Linked DNA regions of Mus musculus: regions 2 and 3 are each linked to region 1. A link is a contact called in public HiChIP or PLAC-seq data. All regions are on one chromosome and are shown on one strand. The core of a region is the stretch at or near the end of the contact, and the rest is flanking DNA. Distances in the headings are between cores, read along the strand shown.

Region 1 (3,192 bases), core at 519-3,018:
AAAATGCAAGAGATCGTTGTCATAAAGAATCTTGACTATGGCATAGGTTCTAGAGACAAAAGTTTATATAGCCTGAAACAAAACTGAAAAGATGGAAACTAGGATCAAAGAATTTCTGCCACAGTATCCTCCCTGGAATCTGTTCTAAAGTTTTAAAAGATGGCACTGGCAGAGCCCAAATTTACAATTATTGTAAATTTACATGTAATGTTTACACTTACTTAAATATTGAAAACATACTTTATTATAAATGGCTCCCCTTCACAACCAGAGATAACACCTAAGGGATAAACAGTAAAATTCAGTGAGGAAACAGAGAATCTGATCAAGAGAAGGTGTTTCCTCAAAGAAAGCCAGAAGTAAGCGCTGTCTAGGTGCTGTGACCATGGCAATGTGTTCTTAGTTTATTTTAATGATGTGTTCATTTAAACTAGTTTTAAATTAGATCTCATCCTGTAAACTGAGGTTTTCTTAAGACCTAGTAAGTGGCATCAAGCTTACAGTTCAGTCAGAGGCTTTTGTGGAAAGCTGTCTTCTGGGCGATGCTGGAGGCCCCTTCGTGTGTGTGTGTGTGTGTGTGTGTGTGTGTGTGTGTGTGTCCCTCTGCCTCTCTGTCTTTCAGCCTCAAATCATAAGGTGACTACAGACAAAGACATTTAGAGCAGAGGCTTATGAAGTACGGACCTTTTCCAGGATGTCTAAGTGACTAAGGTGATGGGGAAGGTATTTTCAGTGGTGTAGTCAATGGTAGATTACACTGGTTCCTGTTAGTAATGCTAAACTCATTGGTTCTCCAAACTAGATTTGGATGGAATCCTTTCTGTGGTCTGTGTTTGGTGCCCCATCAGTGTTGTCTCTTCAGAAACACACACACACTCACTAGTGGTGGTGGAACAAAGATGGATTTCACTAACTGTGACCTCTCCTCTTTCCCCTCCTTCCTTTCAGACTAAGGGGTGGGAAAAGGATGCCCTGTAAGATTCACAAAACCAGGTCCGTTTTGCCTGCTTCGAATGTCCTGGAAAAAATTTCAAGCATACTACTCTTACTCCATTAATGCCTAGAGGAGACCAGTGAAATCAGCCTGGGATTTCTTTGCTTCTAGGAAGTGAATGTGATCTAGGAGTGACAAGAGAGGGATAGACTAGGTCTGGTTAGGGTACGTTCCCATCCAGGAAAACGACTTCTGGCAGTTCATATGGCAGGCCGATTGCAACGAAGATGGAAATAATACCAGGCCTCCTCCACTGCCTCACCCACAAGATACCGCGGAGGGGAGGGAGTCCGGCGGAACTTGGCACCACTTTAGCCTACTTCCTCGGCTCCCCAAAAGCTGAGCTAATAAGGGAGCATAAAGACAATGTGGGCAGCTGGGAAAGAAAGAGGACCGGGGACCAAGGGAGGCTGGGGCGCTGGGTGGTGTGAGGATGAAGTGCGGGATGAAGGATGAGGCCAAGGCGATGAAGGAGGAAGATGGATTCGGGATGAGGTGTGGGACCAGGGTCCCATGAGCTGTGAAGGCTCACCCGCATTCTGCAGTGTCTCGATGTTCTGGGGTTTGGTCGCCTGCTCCGCCACCATCTGCACAAACCGGGTCCGGGCGTTCTGGTACAGCTCGAACACTGCAGAGAGAGGCGAAGTGGAGTAGCCCACCCTAGGAGCCAACCCGTCGGGGCGCCTTCCCAAGGCTCCTACCTTGCAGCACCTGCCGCTGGCTCATGGTGCCGCGGCGCGTGTCGGGTCCGCTCGCCGCGACCCCTCAACGTCCCTCGGGACTGCTCTGTGTACCCACACTCCTGGGCAACCAGTCGGAATCGGAACGCAGCCGTCCTGTCGCAACAGTTAAGTCCCAGGCATGACATCACAATGGTCGATGGAGTGGTGGAGGGACGACCTGATAAGCTGGGACTCCAGTGTTGCTCGAGACAGTCCGTCGGTTGTCACTTCCCTGTAGGCGGTGCACAGGGCGCCAGAGTCTCCCGGGAGGACTTGGTCTATGCCGACCCATCCACGAGGCAGGGTTTTCCCGACTGCAGCGCGACTGCAGCGCGAGCGGGCTAGGGGCTGGAGAGAAGGGGTGCGCTCGGGGACCAGGCGTCAGGCAGATAGACGCGTTGGCCCGGCGTGTCCCCGGATCAAAGCAACACTGGCAACACATTACTCCGTGTTGCTCTTAATGCCTCTCTTCCTTACCTGGCACTTCTGATTTCCGAATTCCTGGAGAGTCACAGCAATCGTGTCCATACACTGAATTACGATATATTAACAACAATTAAGGACACTTAGAGAGTCTGTGGAAAAGCAGAAAAGAAAATAATATGATAAATATCCATCTTGCAGGTTTTTCTAATGACTACCAAGTTTGCTGTCTCTATATTTCAATATGACTTCTAAAAAATAATTTCTTTTAAATTCGGGCCTTATTTTGTTGCTCGGTGACATTTCCAAAAGAGACATTTCTTTTTATCTGAAAAGACCAGCTCACATAAATGGAGCTCCGCAGCCTTTCTTTTTCATCAAATTTAAGCACTACAGTTTACCGTTAGTTCTAGCTCCTCTCTTAAAATTCTGCACCAAATGTTTCAGTGACAGGTGTCAATTTTAAATATTTCTCTCTCTGAAACTACCATTTCACCAGGTGTCAAATGGACAACTAGCCACAGCTGCTGCCTAATCGTGGCAGACCGGAAATCTTTGCTATCACCAAGAGGACGCACACACATCTCTGGTTTTCATACTTGGAATCTTCTACTACAGTCACTTTTAACTCCTGATAGGAGCTCTCTGAAGAAGCCTTGGTATTCCCTGGAGTCCTAGAAGGCTGGGACTAGTGTGTCTAGTCCTCTTCACACCCTGGGACAGCCTTTGGCTTCTGCAGGTCAGCAGTCAGAGACACATCCTTTTACTTAACTCTGTAAGTTTCACAGTGGTCTTCTACATTCTCCCCAACAGGACTCCCAGGTACAGATATAGAGGGAAACCCGGAGTGAATTATTAAAATTGCTAATGGAGTGTACTTAATTTATTTTCAGTTCCCTGTAGCATTTTGAAGACTTAAAAAAACAAAAACAAAAACAAAAACAAAACAAAAAACCCCTCACAACTTAAAGGTCCTGGTGCTTAGTTTCAGTCTTTAGACAATTCAAACTCCTAAATTGCTACACCCTCCATTTTTAGTAAGTGCTTTGCTCT
Region 2 (3,178 bases), core at 243-2,742, 460 kb before region 1:
TACTTAGTGTGTTGGTTGTTTCCCCATCCCTGTTACAGACAGGCTGACATAAACAAATTACAAGGAGGAAGACACTATTTTGGGTCACAATTTTAGAAGCTTCAGTCCATGGACCTTGACACCGATGATTCCCCACCCACAGTGAGGCAGAGCATTGTGGCAAGAGCGGCCTGGTACAAACATTGTCTATATGTAGATTGGTAGAGAGAGGGAGAGAAATGAGCAGTGGGAAGAAAATACACTGAATGGCCTGACTCCAGAAATCTACTCCTCTAGCTGGATCCCTTCTGCTAAAGGGGACCAAGCATTCAACTGACTTGGGCTTGTGAGGGTCACTTCCTGTTCAAACTGTAAGTTAGTGTACATGAGGAGGCCCTATATCCTGTTCAGGGATGTGCAAAAGAAATCTTATTTGGACACAGTATTAGCAGAGTAGAGAGGAGCAGAGAGAAGTAGATGGATCTAGAGATCCAGGATCTGGAACCAATAAGATTGGTGAATGACAGAAACCAGAGACACCAGCATGAGAGAAGCAAGGACAACTAAGGTGTCACACATAGGTAACTGGAGACTAGAAGGTATTATTCACTGAGATAAAGGTTCCTGGAAGAGCTCAGGGTTGCTAAGGAAATATACCAGCTCAAGTTGTAACTGATGTCTGTGTACTTGAAGGCCGTACTTCATAGTGGGCTAGCGCTTGGCACCTGTGAGCGTGACTCTATTTGTAGCTCTAAGAGTGGCTGTTGTGTAGAAGGTTTGGGATTCATAGGAATGAACTCAGCTAGGGGAGAGTGCACACAAGCTGAGCCCTGGAGTTTCAGTGCCTTTCTGTTTGCCAGAGTGAAGCTCTCACAAGCGCTCACTAAGTGCAGTGCAGCACATAGTATGCTTTCAGTGGACAACAGTTTATTTTTGGGTAAAAAAGTAAGTTCAGCTCTCTCTTGTCTTAAAATCTCCTTGGCATATAAATATCATGATTATATTGACTCATCTTATTCCTGGGTATTCTGGTGTCTTTATTCAACTCAGAATTCTCTAGAGGTCTTTAGTTAAGCAACAACTCCCTCCACCCCCAAGAGTTTTATATAAAATCAGAAAAGATTAATACCCTGAGCTCAGTGAAACTCCTAGTTAATAGGCTCTTTATCACATCCAGACATGGCAGTCATAGTCTATGAAGGACACAGAAAACTCAGCATCAGTTTTTCATCACTAATATTGTAGGACCCTTTCACTTTCCCAGACTTGGGTGTGGCAAAGTGGTCACAAAGCTATGGACAGACTGGGCTTCAGCTGTTCTATCTTTAACCACTAAAATAGCTATGTGGCAGAGCCGCCGCCATCATTATGCCTTTTACCCTTCAGGTGCTTGCAAATGGCTAGGATGCTTTTAGCTCCAAAGAAAGTCACTCCAGTAGGAAGGATGAGCCAGAAAGAGATGGGAGCCACACCCTTCACAGTGGGAATGAAGGTTTCTATTGTGTTGAAATGTGACTCTCCCGGGAGGAAGGTCTTGAGGCACACCCCCACAGCAGGCTCCAGGAGGAAACAGCAGAGCCTGTATAATTTGATCTCTAGCTTGGCAGTGTTTGCTTCCCTACTTTCATGCTTACTCATCCCAGTGCCCACCCTCCGCTAAGGGGAAGCACTGCATCTATCACACTCTAGAACAACATTGCATCCATAAACCTCAGGCGCAGTCACTCTGGCAAACTTACATAAACACGTGGACACTTTCTCACGTGGACACTTTCTCTCCTTCTTGCCCTCCCACCTTTGAAAAATATTCATTGGGCATAAATTGTATACCGGGTTCTTATTACAAGAAGAAACTCATCTGATTAAACCACTTACAGCCTTCACAGCATCCCGTGAAAGCTGATATAACTGAGAACTTTCTCAGCCGTAGATTAATGACTGGAAAGAAAGAAAGCAGATTAAGAAGCTATCCAAGCCCATATTATCATGTACTTAAAATCAAATGAGAGCCAGGAAAATATAGACAGTGTATGTTTTCTCTCTCTCTCTCTCTCTCTCTCTCTCTCTCTCTCTCTCACACACACACACACACACACACACACACACACACACAATCATGTTTCATGATTGATTGCAGACTGTTAGTTTCCTGTCACTTTGACAAAATGCCTGAAATTATTTGTTTTATGAAAGAAGGGCTTAGTTTACTTCTTGGGTTTGAGTTTTTGGTTCTTGCTGTCTTAGACCTGCTGTGTTGTAACTGCAGCATAGGCTGCCCTGATGGGAATTCATAGAGAAAAATTGTTCATTTAAGATTTCTAGGAAACAAAAAGAGAGACAAGAAGGTCCCATGTGTCCTTCAAGTGTATATGGCCAGTGACCTATCTTCCTAAATGTTTCTCTTCCTGCGAACAGTAACACGGTTTGTGAACCAAACCTCTAACGATTGAACCTTCAGAAGACATTAACATCCAAGCTATATCAAGCACTGCAGTGCATTATGAATTAATAACACTGAACAGCATAAATGGTTTTCAGATTAAAATTAGCAAAAAGAATAGTGGCCAAATAATTTGATTTGAAAAGTTTCAATTCAATTATAATCCATCCTTTCTTGTGCTTTCCTTCTTATCTAGTATTTCTGCTTTCAGTGGGGTCCCTTTTCAAGATGGATAGTCAGGCTGTGGCAAACATTCTTCTGTCAGCTGGCACTGCAGCCAGCCCTGTGTGAAGCAAGCTGGCTCTGCTAAACCCTAAGCGTGGTAAGTGGTCGGCAGCTGAGCAGTGGCAAGCACTGATGTCCCACCGAGTACATTTGGAAAACACTCATAGGCAAGCATTTCCTCGAAAATTACAATATTCCGTGGGTTGTGTAATTAGTCCATTATAAAATATATGCTCTCTTGTATATTATAGTAATTTAAAATTTGATAATTATATAATAACACGCTAACACAAACATAATTACAGAAAAGCACTATTTGATGCACATTCTAGTTATTGGCAAACCTAGAAATGAGTTATAAATTATTTCTGGAAAAATAAAAATGTGTCCCCAAAGTGCTCAGCTCAGTCAAGGCTAGAAGTGCTTAAGTAGGCTTAGAAAAATTACAATTTTCTTCCATGACAGTCACCAGGGAAACATCTATCTCTGGGAATTTGAGAAACTAGTGTGCCAGAATGAGTCAGGAGTCACAGC
Region 3 (3,067 bases), core at 313-2,812, 500 kb before region 1:
TTTCTTCTAAAATTTCAAATACTCATACATACTTGAAAAGTACATAGGCCCTTGGTTTTGAGCTTGTTTCATTCAGGAAGACACACAGGAACTATTCCAGAACAGCGAGAAGCTATCGTAGGCACAGGGGTAAGTTCATAGGTCAAAATAAGTTCATAAGCTATTGAAAGACATACCAGCAACTGATTTATAACAATTCCTGCTAAAGGACATTCAGGAGACAAGTTACACCCACACAAAACTATGTGGAGTTATCTCAGTTGTCCTCAGACTAATGTCTTCTATTCCTGGATGATGTTTTGAACAGTTGAATAATGAACAGTGCAGAGAATAAATACACACAGCATTGCAAACATGGATGGGTCCTGGGCAATGCTCCAAAGTTAGAGGCGGCTGGATTTTACCACTATATTGGGTGTAGGATGGCTGTTCAGGGGCTTAGATGTAATCCTCTGGTATAAGTGGGAGCAATTTGCCATAGACACAATGAACAAAGTAAAATTTACCAAAGATAAGTGGGTTTTTGTTTTTGTTGTTGTTGTTTTGGTTTTTGTTTGTTTTGTTTTTGTTTTTGTTTTTGTTTTACCATCTTGCCTAAATTGTATTGCCGATTGTCAATTTCCTTACCTGGGACCATTTTCCTAAGAAATTATTAAAGGGCAAGTTCAAAACCTTTCCATTTCCATTTATTCTCCATTGGTCAGCATATCATTTAAATAATGTTTTTTCAAGTTCATTACTCATCTAGCATCCATTTCCAGTTTTCTGGAATTATGGCCAAGGCTGCAACGAACGTCTTTGGATATACACAAAATTCACCCACCTACCTTTTTTTTTTTTTTTGGAAACAGCTAAAAGATAGCGGGATGAATAGGTACCAGGTTCATTGTACTGATTATGACAATGGGTGTGGCTTAAATGAATACGTTTCATAGCCACATTTGCCCTATTTGTTATTTGTTTCCCCATTCTCTCCTGCAGCCCTCTCAGTCTCTGAGCTTTAGGTAGTCGCTAAGGCAGAAGCTGCCTTTAAGCAGAACTAAAGCCGCAGTGGAGGGCTGAAGCAGGTAAGGTCCTACTTCAAGAATCGCTTACAGTCAAGTGACTGGATCTTAGCTCCTCAAATCGCTCTTAGAGCTCCAGGTTTGCTCCGTTAAGTGACCTCGTAACTGCGGGTGCAGGTCTGGGACAGTTTGTCTGGTGTACTGTTCCTTTGTCCCAACGGTCCCCACCTGTGCACTGAACGCTACAGTTTGCCCTGTCTTCTAGTCCTTGGCCTCTCCAACCCTCGGGACAGGTGTGCATCCGTGCCTGTCGTTTACCTGCGCGGAGTCAAGTCTCAAGAAGCAGTGGCTCTGTACATGTGGCAAACTCCACTGGCCTCTGAGGGTCTGTGTTGATGTTTGTTGCTAGGCGACGCTGGGCTGCGCATGCGTGCTCTGCCCGGAATTAGTTCTTAGCCCCAAGGCTCCCTTTGTCCAGCTCCAAAGTGATCGATCAATCAATCCTGCAGGAACCACAATCGTGCCATGGCAAGTCTAACAAGGCTCAAAATCTCCTCCTCTCCCTCCCTTCCTCGTCTTCAGATATTCTTTCCAACGGCCCAAATAAAGACGATCCTGTTTGCTCTCTCGCCCTCTGCCCCCTAGCCATCCTCTCAGTAAAGAAGCCATCAGTTAATTGGCTCCTTCCCTTACTAGATCTTTCTCATGTTCTTACTGCCACCACATTCCAGGTCATCGCAGCTAATGACTCTAGTTTCTCCTCCCGGTTTTTCCTCTACACCATAGATGTACACCGCCCCATCCCTCTCCCCCTTCCCCCTTCCCAGTCCCCCGGAAATAATTGTTCTGGTCTTGTCCCTCTATTGCTCGAATGTTTGTAATTTTCTTAGGAAAAGGCATTGTCCCCAAACTGTTTGCCTGTTTGATGCCACCCCCCACCCCCCGCTGCCTTATTTCCAGTCTCTTCTACCTCACCCCCTCCCCCAGCTTCTCATTCCAAATCCCCATTTCCTTTCCCAGCTGTGCTCTCCTGGGCACTGTTTATCTTCCAGGCCGACTCTTCCTTCATTTCTACTTATCAAGCTGGGCTGGTGCAGTCACCAGAAAGAGCCCGTCAGTTTCCTTTAGGGGTCCATCTCTCCACCCCTTACACTTTGCAGACTCCTGTCCCACCTGCTCTCTGTTCTCTCGGCCCTAACAGGGCCGGATGCATCTCACAGTTGTGACCTTTCCAACTTCTGTTGTTCACAGTTGTGACTTTCCTCTTCCTGCCATCTTAATCACCTAACAAGCAGATTTTTACATGTTTAACAACTATTTCTATCAAAGTATTTGTGGGCAAATATATCACGTGATTTCTATATTTTGGTTAAACTTTGACTAATATCTTAACTAACGCAATTCATTATCTTCCTTTTTCCAGCCCCCTATATGTATATAAATATAATAATTTCTCAAGTACACAGTGACATTTTCTGCCCTTTACTCCCTTAATTGGTCCAAAAACCATTGCTCATTTTTCATATCTATCGTCAAGATTTCCTCCAGAAAGTCTCGCTCCTCCAGGCCCACAAAGCATTCCTTATTTTATACCATTGCTCTAACTTACATGTGTGCTAGTCCCAGTGTTTTCCTATGACATTATAAACTGTGTGTGCGCATGTGTGCGTGTGGGTGTATGTTTGACTGTGTACTAGTATGCATGCTCTCCCACCTAGGCCATTTCTAAATGGACATTTGGTGAACACTTATTCTAAGCCAGAGAGTTATGAGCTTTTAACGCGAGTCATATAAGCCCCACCCTAATTTTATGAGGTATGAGCTAAGTAGTTGGCATAAAGTCACTTTTCTAGTAAATGGCAAAGACAGACGTGTAGTGAGATCGGTTTGACTTTTATAGGCATGTCCTGCGCTAGTACATCATACACATGTCTTAAAAATACAATATTACAAGTCATAAAGAGATTTTTTTATGAAATAATTTAAATCAGTGTTTTGATCTTTGTATAGACTTTTCTTGACTCAATATGTCTTGTATTCAGGTTTTTGGGGGAGGGATTCAT

What was found. HiChIP or PLAC-seq counts read pairs in DNA pulled down with a chosen protein or histone mark.
Region 2: a contact with region 1 is called in an H3K4me3 HiChIP or PLAC-seq map of bone marrow-derived macrophages, with 6 times the contacts expected there. The contact joins the enhancer-like site here to the promoter of Spag6 in region 1. A contact is called at or near these places in 2 of 39 promoter capture datasets (the HPC-7 cell line and frontonasal cranial neural crest), 1 of 484 Hi-C or Micro-C datasets (myocytes), 5 of 115 datasets of contacts at active chromatin or transcription factors (bone marrow-derived macrophages, embryonic forebrain, embryonic hindbrain and 2 more) and 2 of 9 other capture datasets (adipose tissue and macrophages).
Region 3: an H3K4me3 HiChIP or PLAC-seq map of fetal liver shows a contact between it and region 1, with 5 times the contacts expected there. The contact joins the promoter of Armc3 here to the promoter of Spag6 in region 1. A contact is called at or near these places in 5 of 115 datasets of contacts at active chromatin or transcription factors (bone marrow-derived macrophages, embryonic hindbrain, fetal liver and 2 more) and 2 of 9 other capture datasets (embryonic stem cells and macrophages).

Annotation. Positions count from the first base shown.
Region 1 is chr2:18,697,598-18,700,789 of GRCm38.p6, reverse strand. Spag6 (sperm associated antigen 6) reads right to left here and starts at 1,768. Exons shown (of 11, transcript NM_001001334.2): 1 at 1,696-1,768; 2 at 1,527-1,622. The coding sequence starts at 1,720.
Region 2 is chr2:19,159,280-19,162,457 of GRCm38.p6, reverse strand. No RefSeq gene overlaps it. Among named protein-coding and RNA genes, the nearest start is that of Armc3, 38 kb to the left of the region's middle. Within about 2 kb of position 1,492, at least 27 of the 459 cell types and tissues checked have an H3K27ac peak or open chromatin away from gene starts, as enhancers often do. A contact at or near this core is called in bone marrow-derived macrophages and myocytes, where this site is marked.
Region 3 is chr2:19,197,613-19,200,679 of GRCm38.p6, reverse strand. It overlaps Armc3 (armadillo repeat containing 3), which reads right to left and starts at 1,562. Exons shown (of 20, transcript NM_001081083.2): 1 at 1,323-1,562.